Regions from separate parts of the Mus musculus genome. Here regions 2, 3 and 4 are each linked to region 1. The links are chromatin contacts, called in public promoter capture Hi-C maps. All regions are on one chromosome and are shown on one strand. The core of a region is the stretch at or near the end of the contact, and the rest is flanking DNA. Distances in the headings are between cores, read along the strand shown. Region 1 holds the start of 2610008E11Rik (RIKEN cDNA 2610008E11 gene). Region 2 holds the start of Pdxk (pyridoxal (pyridoxine, vitamin B6) kinase). Region 3 has its middle 4.7 kb from the start of Gm30232. Region 4 holds the start of Madcam1 (mucosal vascular addressin cell adhesion molecule 1).

What was found. Promoter capture Hi-C pulls out the DNA fragments that hold promoters and counts their contacts.
Region 2: a promoter capture Hi-C map of hippocampal neurons shows a contact between it and region 1, with 5 times the contacts expected there. The contact joins the promoter of Pdxk here to the promoter of 2610008E11Rik in region 1. A contact is called at or near these places in 10 of 39 promoter capture datasets (the 3T3-L1 cell line, 3T3-L1-derived adipocytes, cranial neural crest and 5 more), 2 of 484 Hi-C or Micro-C datasets (adipose-derived mesenchymal stem cells and cortical neurons), 10 of 115 datasets of contacts at active chromatin or transcription factors (the NIH/3T3 cell line, astrocytes, embryonic forebrain and 7 more) and 3 of 9 other capture datasets (adipose tissue, embryonic stem cells and liver).
Region 3: a promoter capture Hi-C map of hippocampal neurons shows a contact between it and region 1, with 3 times the contacts expected there. The contact joins the enhancer-like site here to the promoter of 2610008E11Rik in region 1. A contact is called at or near these places in 9 of 39 promoter capture datasets (the 3T3-L1 cell line, 3T3-L1-derived adipocytes, cranial neural crest and 5 more), 3 of 484 Hi-C or Micro-C datasets (CD8 T cells, cortical neurons and nephron progenitors) and 7 of 115 datasets of contacts at active chromatin or transcription factors (the NIH/3T3 cell line, astrocytes, bone marrow-derived macrophages and 4 more).
Region 4: a contact with region 1 is called in a promoter capture Hi-C map of hippocampal neurons, with 5 times the contacts expected there. The contact joins the promoter of Madcam1 here to the promoter of 2610008E11Rik in region 1. A contact is called at or near these places in 16 of 39 promoter capture datasets (the 3T3-L1 cell line, the C10 cell line, cranial neural crest and 10 more), 6 of 484 Hi-C or Micro-C datasets (the N1E-115 cell line, cerebral cortex, cortical neurons and 2 more) and 3 of 115 datasets of contacts at active chromatin or transcription factors (astrocytes, bone marrow-derived macrophages and embryonic stem cells).

What each region holds. Positions count from the first base shown.
Region 1 is chr10:79,096,314-79,098,885 of GRCm38.p6, forward strand. It overlaps 2610008E11Rik (RIKEN cDNA 2610008E11 gene), which reads right to left and starts at 1,287. Exons shown (of 6, transcript NM_001004362.2): 1 at 1,145-1,287. The coding sequence starts at 1,165.
Region 2 is chr10:78,463,652-78,466,223 of GRCm38.p6, forward strand. Pdxk (pyridoxal (pyridoxine, vitamin B6) kinase) reads right to left here and starts at 1,297. Exons shown (of 11, transcript NM_172134.2): 1 at 1,110-1,297. The coding sequence starts at 1,196.
Region 3 is chr10:78,480,701-78,483,272 of GRCm38.p6, forward strand. No RefSeq gene overlaps it. Among named protein-coding and RNA genes, the nearest start is that of Gm30232, 4.7 kb to the right of the region's middle. Within about 2 kb of position 1,276, at least 260 of the 459 cell types and tissues checked have an H3K27ac peak or open chromatin away from gene starts, as enhancers often do. A contact at or near this core is called in CD8 T cells, bone marrow-derived macrophages, cortical neurons and 3 more, where this site is marked.
Region 4 is chr10:79,663,272-79,665,843 of GRCm38.p6, forward strand. It overlaps Madcam1 (mucosal vascular addressin cell adhesion molecule 1), which reads left to right and starts at 1,288. Exons shown (of 5, transcript NM_013591.3): 1 at 1,288-1,396; 2 at 1,641-1,907; 3 at 2,160-2,486. The coding sequence starts at 1,336.

The sequences.
Region 1 (2,572 bases), core at 37-2,536:
TTTTGTTTTGTTCTGTTTTCAAGACAGGGTTTCTCTGTATTGCCCTGGCTGTCCTGGAACTCACTCTGTAGACCTCAAACTCAGAAATCCACCTGTCTCTGCCTCACAAGTCAGAAAATTCTTAAGGAGTAGAAACTTAAGTCTCTCCTTTCCTCAAAAATAATTCCAAGTGAGTTCTAAAGACTTTATAAGGTTTCCTGGCTGATCAAAACTTCATGATTCTGTGGAGCTGGAACATTGCAAATGTAGTTAGAACTCTTTGCGATCATCAGGTCCCTTAATATCCAGTTAGTATTCATCTTCTCTATGTGGTCGGACACCAACTAGCAGCTGAAAACTTGGGAATGTGTCCACAGAGCAGACCACTAGCTTCCACCAAGCCAAAAGCTAAGAGTGTCCCCAGATAATCTCTCATATCTGTAAGAGCTTCCTCTGCATGTAACCTATCTACCCTGATGTGTCCACAGTGTCTTTGATAAATGCCTTGATTTTGTTTTTCACTATTAAAACCTCACCTAACTACATCCACGTTGAAACATGTGATTTAGGGCAACTTAAATACATGCTACTGAACAGGGTGACTCATATCTGTCCCAGAATAAACTCTCTCTAATCCTTTTGAGGTGAGACCAGTGTTTTCTACAGACCAGAGAAATAAGTAAGCCAACTCATGCACCATTTACCTTAATTTTCAAATTTTACTCAACTCTTAAAATCTGCTTAAGCACTGAATGTTGATGCTAAGTGACATCAAGTTGCTGGGAGCCTTTACCGAAAAAATCAACCAGATGACACTGTCATAAATTGATTTTGTTTCTTTTAGCCTCCTCATGAAATTCTTAGGCAACTGTGATCAAAGTAGAGGGATGTCCCCGAAGGGGCGCTCTCCTTTGCTTACTGGCCTCCGAGCTGAGCTGCTTCTCCTTTACATATAAGGGACTGCAGAATCCACGGACCCGGCTCCTCTCTTGAAGGAAACCCATCTCCCTCAAAGTCCTCGCGGGCAAGTTGTGGACTCCAGCAACCTCCACCCTCCAGCCCAGCCTTGAAGGACCTGACAACGGCGCAGGCGCACCGGGCCGGGGGGTCGGGGGCGGCGGAGGGTGCAGAGACAGCTTCCCCGCTGCAGGACGCTCGCACTCACCATGACAGGCTCTGCCGACATCCTGCGTCCTGCGCGGGCCTCCCCACCGCGACTGTCACAGGAGACAGGGGCCTCAGTGATTTCCGATCCTTCGGAACTGGATGAGGCTACAGATCTAAGATGGCCGGGGACAGACAAAGGCCACAGCGGAGCAGCGAAGGCCCGCCCTCCATGCTCGCTCTCTGTGTATGATTGGGCAATTCTCAGTCTAGTGCATCCGATTGGATAGCATTTCGGGCTTGGCTACGAGTGACAGTAGACAGAACCAATTCGTGCGTGAATCAAGCAAAAATAAAAATAAATAAATAAATAAAAAGCAAGTTCTTGCTCACAGATGTTGTCAGGCAGGGCTGCTCCCAACCCCGTGAGAGAACAGAGCCCAGTACTGAACAATTGCCCTGGATATAGAGCTAAAGGATTTATGGACTTACGGCTGAATATATATATATATATATATATATATATATATATATATATATATATCTTATTCACAAATGGAAATCACATCATGACAGTTTTAAACTGTGTTTTCCCAACTCTAAGCTTCAAAATAAAAAGCATTCATGTAAGGCAGCAATGTCCGATACAAGCAACATGGTAGACAGAACTGAAAAATTGGTTAATTATTTAGGTATGCATTGTGACTTCTTCTGAAGGGTGTTGTTATATTATACTTTGCTCTCATCATTCCCTGTTCTATTTTCTCTCCCCCTTTTCTCCTCAGAATCACATATATGTATTCTGAGAAGTGTCAGCTTTAAAAAAAAAAATCTAAACAGGTAAAATTCACTATAATAACAATGATGGCATAATTTATTTCTCTTTATAGAAGAAAAAAATTGAACACGTATAGTGAGCCGCCACATGCATGCAAATTATTTCCATTCCTTTTGTTTTTGAGTGCTAATTTGACCAAATTCCAAACTGTTCTGAAAAATCTTAGAGAAAAGCAAATGACAATTAGAGAGATGTGCCGACCAATAAGAATGCATTTGCTTTGCAGAAATGTTGCCGTATAAGGAGTATGTCTTGATTTCAGCTGGGCATAGCAATTTTGGATACCTGAAAGTGAGATGTGAGGTGGTGGTGGGCAAAGCCATGTAGCACACATGGATATCATGAACAGCTAACTCAGCCAAGACCCTGACGCACATGCATCTAAGTTGGCCACACATTATAACCCCCTAGGACTTTTTAAATACTCCAAACTTTAGTTTCAATGAAATCAGAGTAGGGGGAGTAGGACTCCCCCCCCCACACACACACACTCATGCATGCACAAACGCACACACACTCACACATACACACACACTCATGCATGCACGAATGCGCGCGCACACACACACACTCACACACGCACACACACACACACACACACACACACACACACACACGGTTTAGAACTCTCCAGGTGAATATTGTGTGAGG
Region 2 (2,572 bases), core at 47-2,546, 630 kb before region 1:
CTACAGACTTTGATCTCCTATGCTGTATAATAACAATCAATTGCTCTATTTGTCTGGCAAGCAAGCCTGATTCAGGACAGTCCTCTATTGTCCTTAAATGCAGTTCCAGCCACCTGTTTTCCTTCCAAGTCCTTCTTTCAGGTCCATGGTAGCCAGAGGCTACACCCTAACATCTCCCAGGAATCAGTTTAATGGCTAGACATGAGCGGAAGGGGAACGGGGACCTGCCACCCTGCTCAGTGACCAGCCAAAAAAGATACATTGCAAGAGGCCACCACCTGGTTGCCCAGGCCAGCCCAATCTTCCTGCTGGACCGGCCAGGCAAGGAAGCTCCAGTCAGCTGATATTGCCTATGACCCCTATTCTAATGCCCATGACAACCTGGTTCCCTCCAAGGGCAACCAGTCACAAGCAGGAAGCACCACCTGCCAGAAATGATCAGAGATAGCCTCATTCATCACACATCTCACAGGAGATAGGATCTGGGAAGAAAAGGCTACAGCCCTTCTAACAGGTTGCTTCCAAAGCCAAACTCAGCAAACTATGCTGTCTTTTAGGAATAAAAGCAAGCACGCGGGAGGTGCAGAGTTCCAGCCCCATCTCTGCGGGTGACAGACCACCCTAAGAGTGTTCAGACCCAAGCGTGGGCCCAGCTTCCTCCTTGGTCCAAGTTCATAGAATGGGTAGAAGCAGAACGTGGATGTCTGCAGAGAGCGAGCAATCACTAGCCAATGTGTCTACCAAGAGGCTCTCCGCGCTCCCAAAGGAAAGGATTCTCCCAGCTCAGCATTTTAACGCTTCGGGAAGCCCCTGCCCACTGTTGGTCAGGCAGACGGAAGCAACAGGGACCCTCAGGCGCTACCGTGTGCGCCACAGCCGGGCAGGGGGCTTCGTGCCACCTGCACCACCCCGCTGTAAGCTCCCCAGGGTAGTCCACGCCCCCGGCCTGCCTGCGCCAGGATCTGCCCTCAGCGCGCCCAGCGCTCAATAGGGACCCAAAAGGATGGCCACAGGGGGCCAAGGTCATTAGTCGGAAAAGGCCACGCAGCGAACCCGTAGACCCGCAAGTGAGCAGCCCGGCCCGGTTACATAAGCAGTGGAGCGCATACCTGCAGAGGGAACATGGCCGCTCTGTTACCCACGTAGCCACGGACAACATGGCTCTGGATGGAGAGCACCCGGCATTCGCCCTCCATGCCGGGAAAGCTGTAGTGGCGCGTGGTCCAGGTGGTGTCACAGGCTGGGGTTGCTCAGGCCGCTCGCTCGGATTCTGCTCCGAGCGCTTTAAGCACGCGCAGTCGCTAGGCTTGGACGCGCTCCCCGCCTCCTCTGACCTCAACAGGCCGGCTGCTAACCCGCGAGTCCCGCGCGGCGAGGGGCGGGCTGAAGGCGGTGCCTCACGCAGGCCCCGCCCCTCCGGGCAACGGGACCTGTGGAATCCAGCACATGAGCTCCTTCCTCTGTGCTCCATCACGTGGCCTCACATCCCTTTTTGCAGATCTGTCTGTGCGTCAGGGGGTTCGCCTGTATCACACTCCACAGCACGGTACTTTCAGTACACACTGTTCCACCTCCTTGGCCCGCGGCGCTGATCACTCCATGGGTGGCATACTCCGGAGCTGCTGTCCAAAGAGTTTCCACTGAGCTCCAGAGCCTGAAGACCCTCAGAGATCAGGAGATCCTTTCCAGCCACGCGGCCTGCGTGGAATCCCAGACCCAGTAGGGCTCACAGGCATCTGATCTCAGGCTACCCTGAGTCAGGAGTCACGTGCCCCTTCTCAATATAATAAGAGATCTTCTCTAGGCTCAAGTCTGCTTAGAGCCACTCATGGGGACAGATTTGAAGGGGCTGCACTGGTCTTCCCCTCTTCACTACCCACCAAGTCCTCTCAGTCCTAGGGAAAGCGCACCTCTCTTCCTGTCCCATCTCCAGACCTACACTTGGCACTCCTGTGGTCACGGACACACCAGGGTCACAGATCAGTGGCACAGGCCAGTATGTCAAGTTTGCTTTATCTTGGTGAGAGAGAGTACTGGGGACCAGATCTGCTCTGAAGAGAAAGGAACATTCCCATTGCTTGGGGAACAGATCAGAAAAAGGAAGTGGTTTTGAGGCTCCGTTGGTGGGGTGCATACCAAGGCCCCAGCACCAGAAAAGCTGTAAAGAAGAACCAAGTTGTTAGGAAGGCTTGACTGGAATCAACTAAATGGAAGTACATTGGAGGAATAATTAATTGCTTGCTGATAGTAACGTTTGCTGGATACTATGTATGTGCTAAACATTTCTTGTAACTGAATCTTGCTAGCCTGGAGCAATGGTGTACATTTATAATCCCGGCATTTCTGTGTTTGTGTATGTGTATAGAAGACCTCTGGTGTTATACTTAGGGAGGGGCAATTCACTTTGAGCTTTTCTTTAGCTTTTTTGAGACAAGGTCTCATGATGTCTCTCTCCCTGATCCAGCTCACTATCTAAGCCAAGCTGGCTTTGAACTCAGAGACCCACCTAACTTGAGTGCCAGGATTAAAGGTGTATGCCACCACACCTGGAACTGCCTTGGATTTATTTTAT
Region 3 (2,572 bases), core at 26-2,525, 620 kb before region 1:
ACATCCTTCCATGGCCTCTGCATCAGCTCCTGCTTCCTGACTTGCTTGAGTTCCAGTCCTGACTTCCTTTGGTGATGCACAGCCACGTGTAAGCTGAATAAACCCTTTCCTCCCCAATTTGCTTTTTTTTCCCCCCTTGGGTTTATTGAGACAGGGTTTCTCTGTGTAGCCCTGGCTGTCCTGGAACTCACTTTGTAGACCAGGCTGGCCTCGAACTCAGAAATCTGCCTGCTTCTGCCTCCAAAGTGCTAGGATTAAAAGCGTGTGCCACCACGCCCGGCCCCCAATTTGCTTTTTGGTCATGATGTTTATGCAGGAATAGAAATCCTGACTAAGACAATTCCTTACAATGTGTTTCTCCTTATTGTTTGCCTTTTTAGGGATTGGGGTTAAAGCTAGGACCTTGATATGCACTCCACCAACGGAGCCTCAATACCACTTCCTCTTTCTGATCTGTTCCCCAAGCAATGGGGTTCCTCCTTTCTCTTCAGAGCAGATCTGGTCCCCAGTTCGTTCTTTCTTTCTTTCTTTCTTTCTTTCTTTCTTTCTTTCTTTCTTTCTTTCTTTCTTTCTTTCTTTCTTTCTGTCTTCTTTCCTTCCTTCCTTCCTTCCTTCCTTCCTTCCTTCCTTCCTTCCTTCCTTCCTTTCTTCCTTTCTTCTCTTAGCCCCACTCACTCTGGCCTCATTCATCCCCAGTAATTTCATTAAGACAAAGCAAACTTTACACGCTGGCCTGTGCCGCTGATCTGTGAACCTGATGTGTCCGTGACCACAGGAGTGCCAAGTGTAGGTCTGGAGATGGGACAGAGAGGTGCACTTTCTCTAAGACTGAGAGGATTGCACGTGTGTGGGGAGGCATGAAAATAGGAAAGCCAGAGCAGCAGCTTCAAGTCTGTTGTACCCATGAGTGGCTCTAAGAAGGTGAACATGAGCCCGGAAATCGCTGGAATAGGTACCCCCGGGGTTCAGAGTTCAGACAGCCGAGCACACGGCTGACCGGGTCTGGGATTCCACGGAGGCCATGAGGCTGGAGGAGTCCACCCGATCTCTGAGGGTCTTACAGCACTGGAGCTGGGTGGGAGCTTTTAGACAGCAGCATTTAGGAGTGCCACCCATGGGGTGATCAGCGCCATAGGCCAACGGGTTGGAACAGCGTGGAATGAATTAACCACACTGAGGAGCGAATCCCAGATGAGATGGCTTGGTGCTAACCTGGGTGTGCAGAGAGGGCTTGGGCGCCGATGTGCTGCACTAGCTCAGAGGAGCGGGTAGGGGTCAGTACCACAGAGCTGGTTTCCCGGAGAGGCGAGGCACGAGCGAGGCCCCGCCTCCAGCTCACCCCTAGCGGAGCGGGACTCCAAGACTCAGTTCACCCAAGTCCAAAAACTACGCCTGCGCGGAGGGACAAGCGAGCTGATCCGCAGACCGTAACAGCAACTGTGACCTCAGCAACCAAGGCTAGCCCGGCATGGAGGGCGAGTGCCGGGTGCTCTCTATTCAGAGCCATGTAGTCCGTGGCTACGTGGGCAACCGGGTGGCCATGTTCCCTCTGCAGGTTCATGCCTCGCCACTTCTATAACCCAGCCCGGCCGCTAGTGTGCAAGGCGGCGGCGATGACGTTGGTTCCCTTGGGGCCACCCTGGGGTTCCTATCGGGAGCTGGGCGCGCTTCGGATAGAGCCTGGGGCACACAGGCTGGGGGCGTGGAGTACTCTGGAGAGCCTACAGTAGGGTAGTGAATGTGGCACACCCCTATCTGACTGTGGTACACACCGTAGTTCTTAAGGGTACCTGCTGCTTCGGTCGGCCTGGCCAACCCTGAGTGATAAAATGCTGAGCTGGGAGGATCCGCGGGGGCTGCTGAAATTCAGGAGGCTGAGTTAAGATCGCAGACTGGTTGGAGCCCAAGAAGCTGAGCCACACTACAGGTCTGATCACTCCTGAGGTGGCCTGTCATCGCTGGGATGGGGCTAGAACCGCAACCCTACACCTCCAGCAGGCTTGCTTGTATTACTGAAGAGACAGTAATACAAGCAAACAGTTTGCTGAGTTTGGCTTTGGAAGCAACCTGTTAGAAGGAATGCAGCCTTGTGTTGTCTTCCCAGAGCCTCTCCTGTGAGGTGTGTAATGAATGAGGTTGTCTCTGATCATTTCTGGCAGGTGGTGCTTCCTGCTTGTGACTGGTTGCCTTGGAGGGAACCAGGGTGTCATGGGCACTAGAATGGGAGCCATAGGCAATGTCAGCTGACTGGTGCTTCCTTGCCTGGCTGGTCCAGCAGGAAGATTGGGCTGGCCTGGGCAGCCAGGTGGTGGCCTCTTGCAATGTACTTTTTGGCTGGTCACTGAGCAAGGTGGCAGGTCCCCATTCCCCTTCCACTCATGGCCAGCCACTATACTGATTCCTGGGAGATGTTAGGGTATAGTAGCTGGCTACCATGGACCTGGAAGGATCTGGAAGGACCACAAGTGGCTGGAATTGCATCTAAGGACAATCCAGGGCTGTCCTGAATCAGGCTTGCTTGCCAGACAAATAGAGCAATTGATTGTTATTATACAGCATAGGAGATCAAAGT
Region 4 (2,572 bases), core at 38-2,537, 570 kb after region 1:
TCAGAGGTGGGAAATTTTAGCCTAAGATTTGGGAGGCCAAAGCTAGGATGCCCTGACTCCTGGGCATCCAGTCACCTCTGGAAAACCAACCACACAGAGGAGTCAGAAATGGAGGGCCGTGGGTCCCCGGGGCCTGCATGAGGAGCCCGTGGGCCCCACGGGGGCTCCCAAACTCCTGTACATCCAGTCAGCACTGTGTCTCGGGGAGTTAGGAATAGAATTGGGGGTCCTCTGGCTGAGGGTGACGGTGAGCCCGGAAAGCTCATAGAGGATTGTGCTTGGCTTAGCAGCAGTTTTCTTGGAGTGCAGAGGGGCTTCTGCAGGAGACTCGGGCTGTGGCTCTGTAGTCGAAGCCTTTCTCTGTGCTCCCTACTGCATTCTTGATGAAAGAGACAGTCCTTGGTTCCAAACTGTTTATTGATTGTACATCGTGGAAAATGAGTGCATTCCACCTCCTCAGGATGCACTAGAGACTAAATGTCCAGGGAGGAATGTCCCGGAAGGAAGGGAAGTTTATTGGCTAATCCCTCAGGGCCTCTAAATACTTCATTAGCATACAGAACTGTTCTGGGCTACTGTGACCACAGGTCACGGTTCCTATGTGGGAAGTGTGACACGTGTTCCAGGACAGGAATCTGGTAGGGATCAGGGAGCCACCTACCATCTCAGCTGGGTGCCTGGGTGCCCGGGACTCTGACCCTGCTCAGTCTTACCAAGTTTCCTGGCAAGGTCCATGGTCCCACAAGGATGCACCAAACCTAAGTCTCCAATGTTTCAGGTCAAAGTGAGCCAGCCCCAGACCCCAGGCTCTGTCAGGCCTGCAAGTGGAAGGACAAAGACTTAGGGGACAACTGGTGACTTATCCCAGACACACATCACATGGAACTCAGGCCCCAGAACAACTCCCGCACCATCCAGAACCAGGCCAGGCCCCTCTGCCGCCCTCATGCGGCCACCTGTGGAAGTGAAGGCACAGCTCTAGTCAGCGAGGTGGGCGGGGCAACCTAGGACTGGCAGATTTCCATGCACTTGACCCACCATGGTGACCCACCTCCAGCTTTTAGCTTCAGCCTTCCCGTACATAGAACCGGGGCCTGGAACCTTCCCAGACCTTCCCTCCCCATCTGTAATGACTGTGTTCCCGGGTCCCTGCCTCACCTCTAGCCTCTGATTCTCTGCCTCCTACAAAGTGGGGGTCGGGCTGGGAAAGCCCCCTGGGAAAGTCCCACAGAGCCGGCAGAAGGGGGAGGAGAGGCAGGGTCTCAGACAGTAGGAAGCTGCCGGCCCACTCTTATTTAAGCCGCTTCCCCTGGCGGTCACAAGACAGAGGCAGGCATGGAATCCATCCTGGCCCTCCTGCTGGCCCTGGCCCTAGTACCCTACCAGCTCAGCAGAGGTAAGCAGGGCTGTGGGTAGGGAAGCAGGCTTCGAGAGATGAATGGGTACAAGGGAGGAGAGTTTGGGAGTGCTGTGAAAATCCACGGCTTTGAGAGACTAGGGATGTGCGGCTCCGGTTGGTCTCTCATCAAGGCCCAGGAACCTGGGCCAGAGGACGAGAGCCCTGGGGTCTCAACCCAGGGTCAGGGCTGGAACCTGGGACCCAGTTGTCCCATCACAGCTTTAATGCTCTTACTCCTCAGGACAGTCCTTCCAGGTGAACCCCCCTGAGTCTGAGGTAGCTGTGGCCATGGGCACATCCCTCCAGATCACCTGCAGCATGTCCTGTGACGAGGGTGTAGCCCGGGTGCACTGGCGTGGTCTGGACACCAGCTTGGGCAGTGTACAGACCCTCCCAGGCAGCAGTATCCTCTCTGTACGGGGCATGCTGTCAGACACAGGCACTCCTGTGTGTGTGGGCTCCTGCGGGAGTCGAAGCTTCCAGCACTCCGTGAAGATCCTTGTGTATGGTGAGGCCCACTCTGCCTTTCTAGGTGCCACCTGCCCCGGGGGAATCAGGACCTTGCGCCATACCAGTGCCACCACCCACCAAGTCCCCACACTCCACTGCCACCCCCACACTGTAGACCTTCAAGGCTGACATACTCACCCTTCCTGTCCCAACCACCTGAGGCCATAGCTGCACTCTCACGCCAAACTCCCCTCTGCCTGGCCCAGGCCTGACCTCTAAGCTCAGCCCTGGGCCTGCTATCGATCCACAGCCTTCCCAGACCAGCTGGTGGTGTCCCCGGAGTTCCTTGTACCTGGACAGGACCAGGTGGTGTCCTGCACGGCCCACAACATCTGGCCTGCAGACCCGAACAGTCTCTCCTTTGCCCTGCTACTGGGAGAGCAGAGACTGGAGGGTGCCCAAGCCCTGGAACCAGAGCAAGAAGAGGAGATACAAGAGGCTGAGGGCACACCACTGTTCCGAATGACACAACGCTGGCGGTTACCCTCCCTGGGGACCCCTGCCCCTCCTGCCCTTCACTGCCAGGTCACCATGCAGCTGCCCAAACTGGTGCTGACCCATAGAAAGGAGATTCCAGGTAAGACCACTGGGTCCTGCCTGCCTCTAGGCCCAGCAGCTCTGGGGCTTGGCCCATGATTGGTTGTCCCCACCTGTAGATCCCCA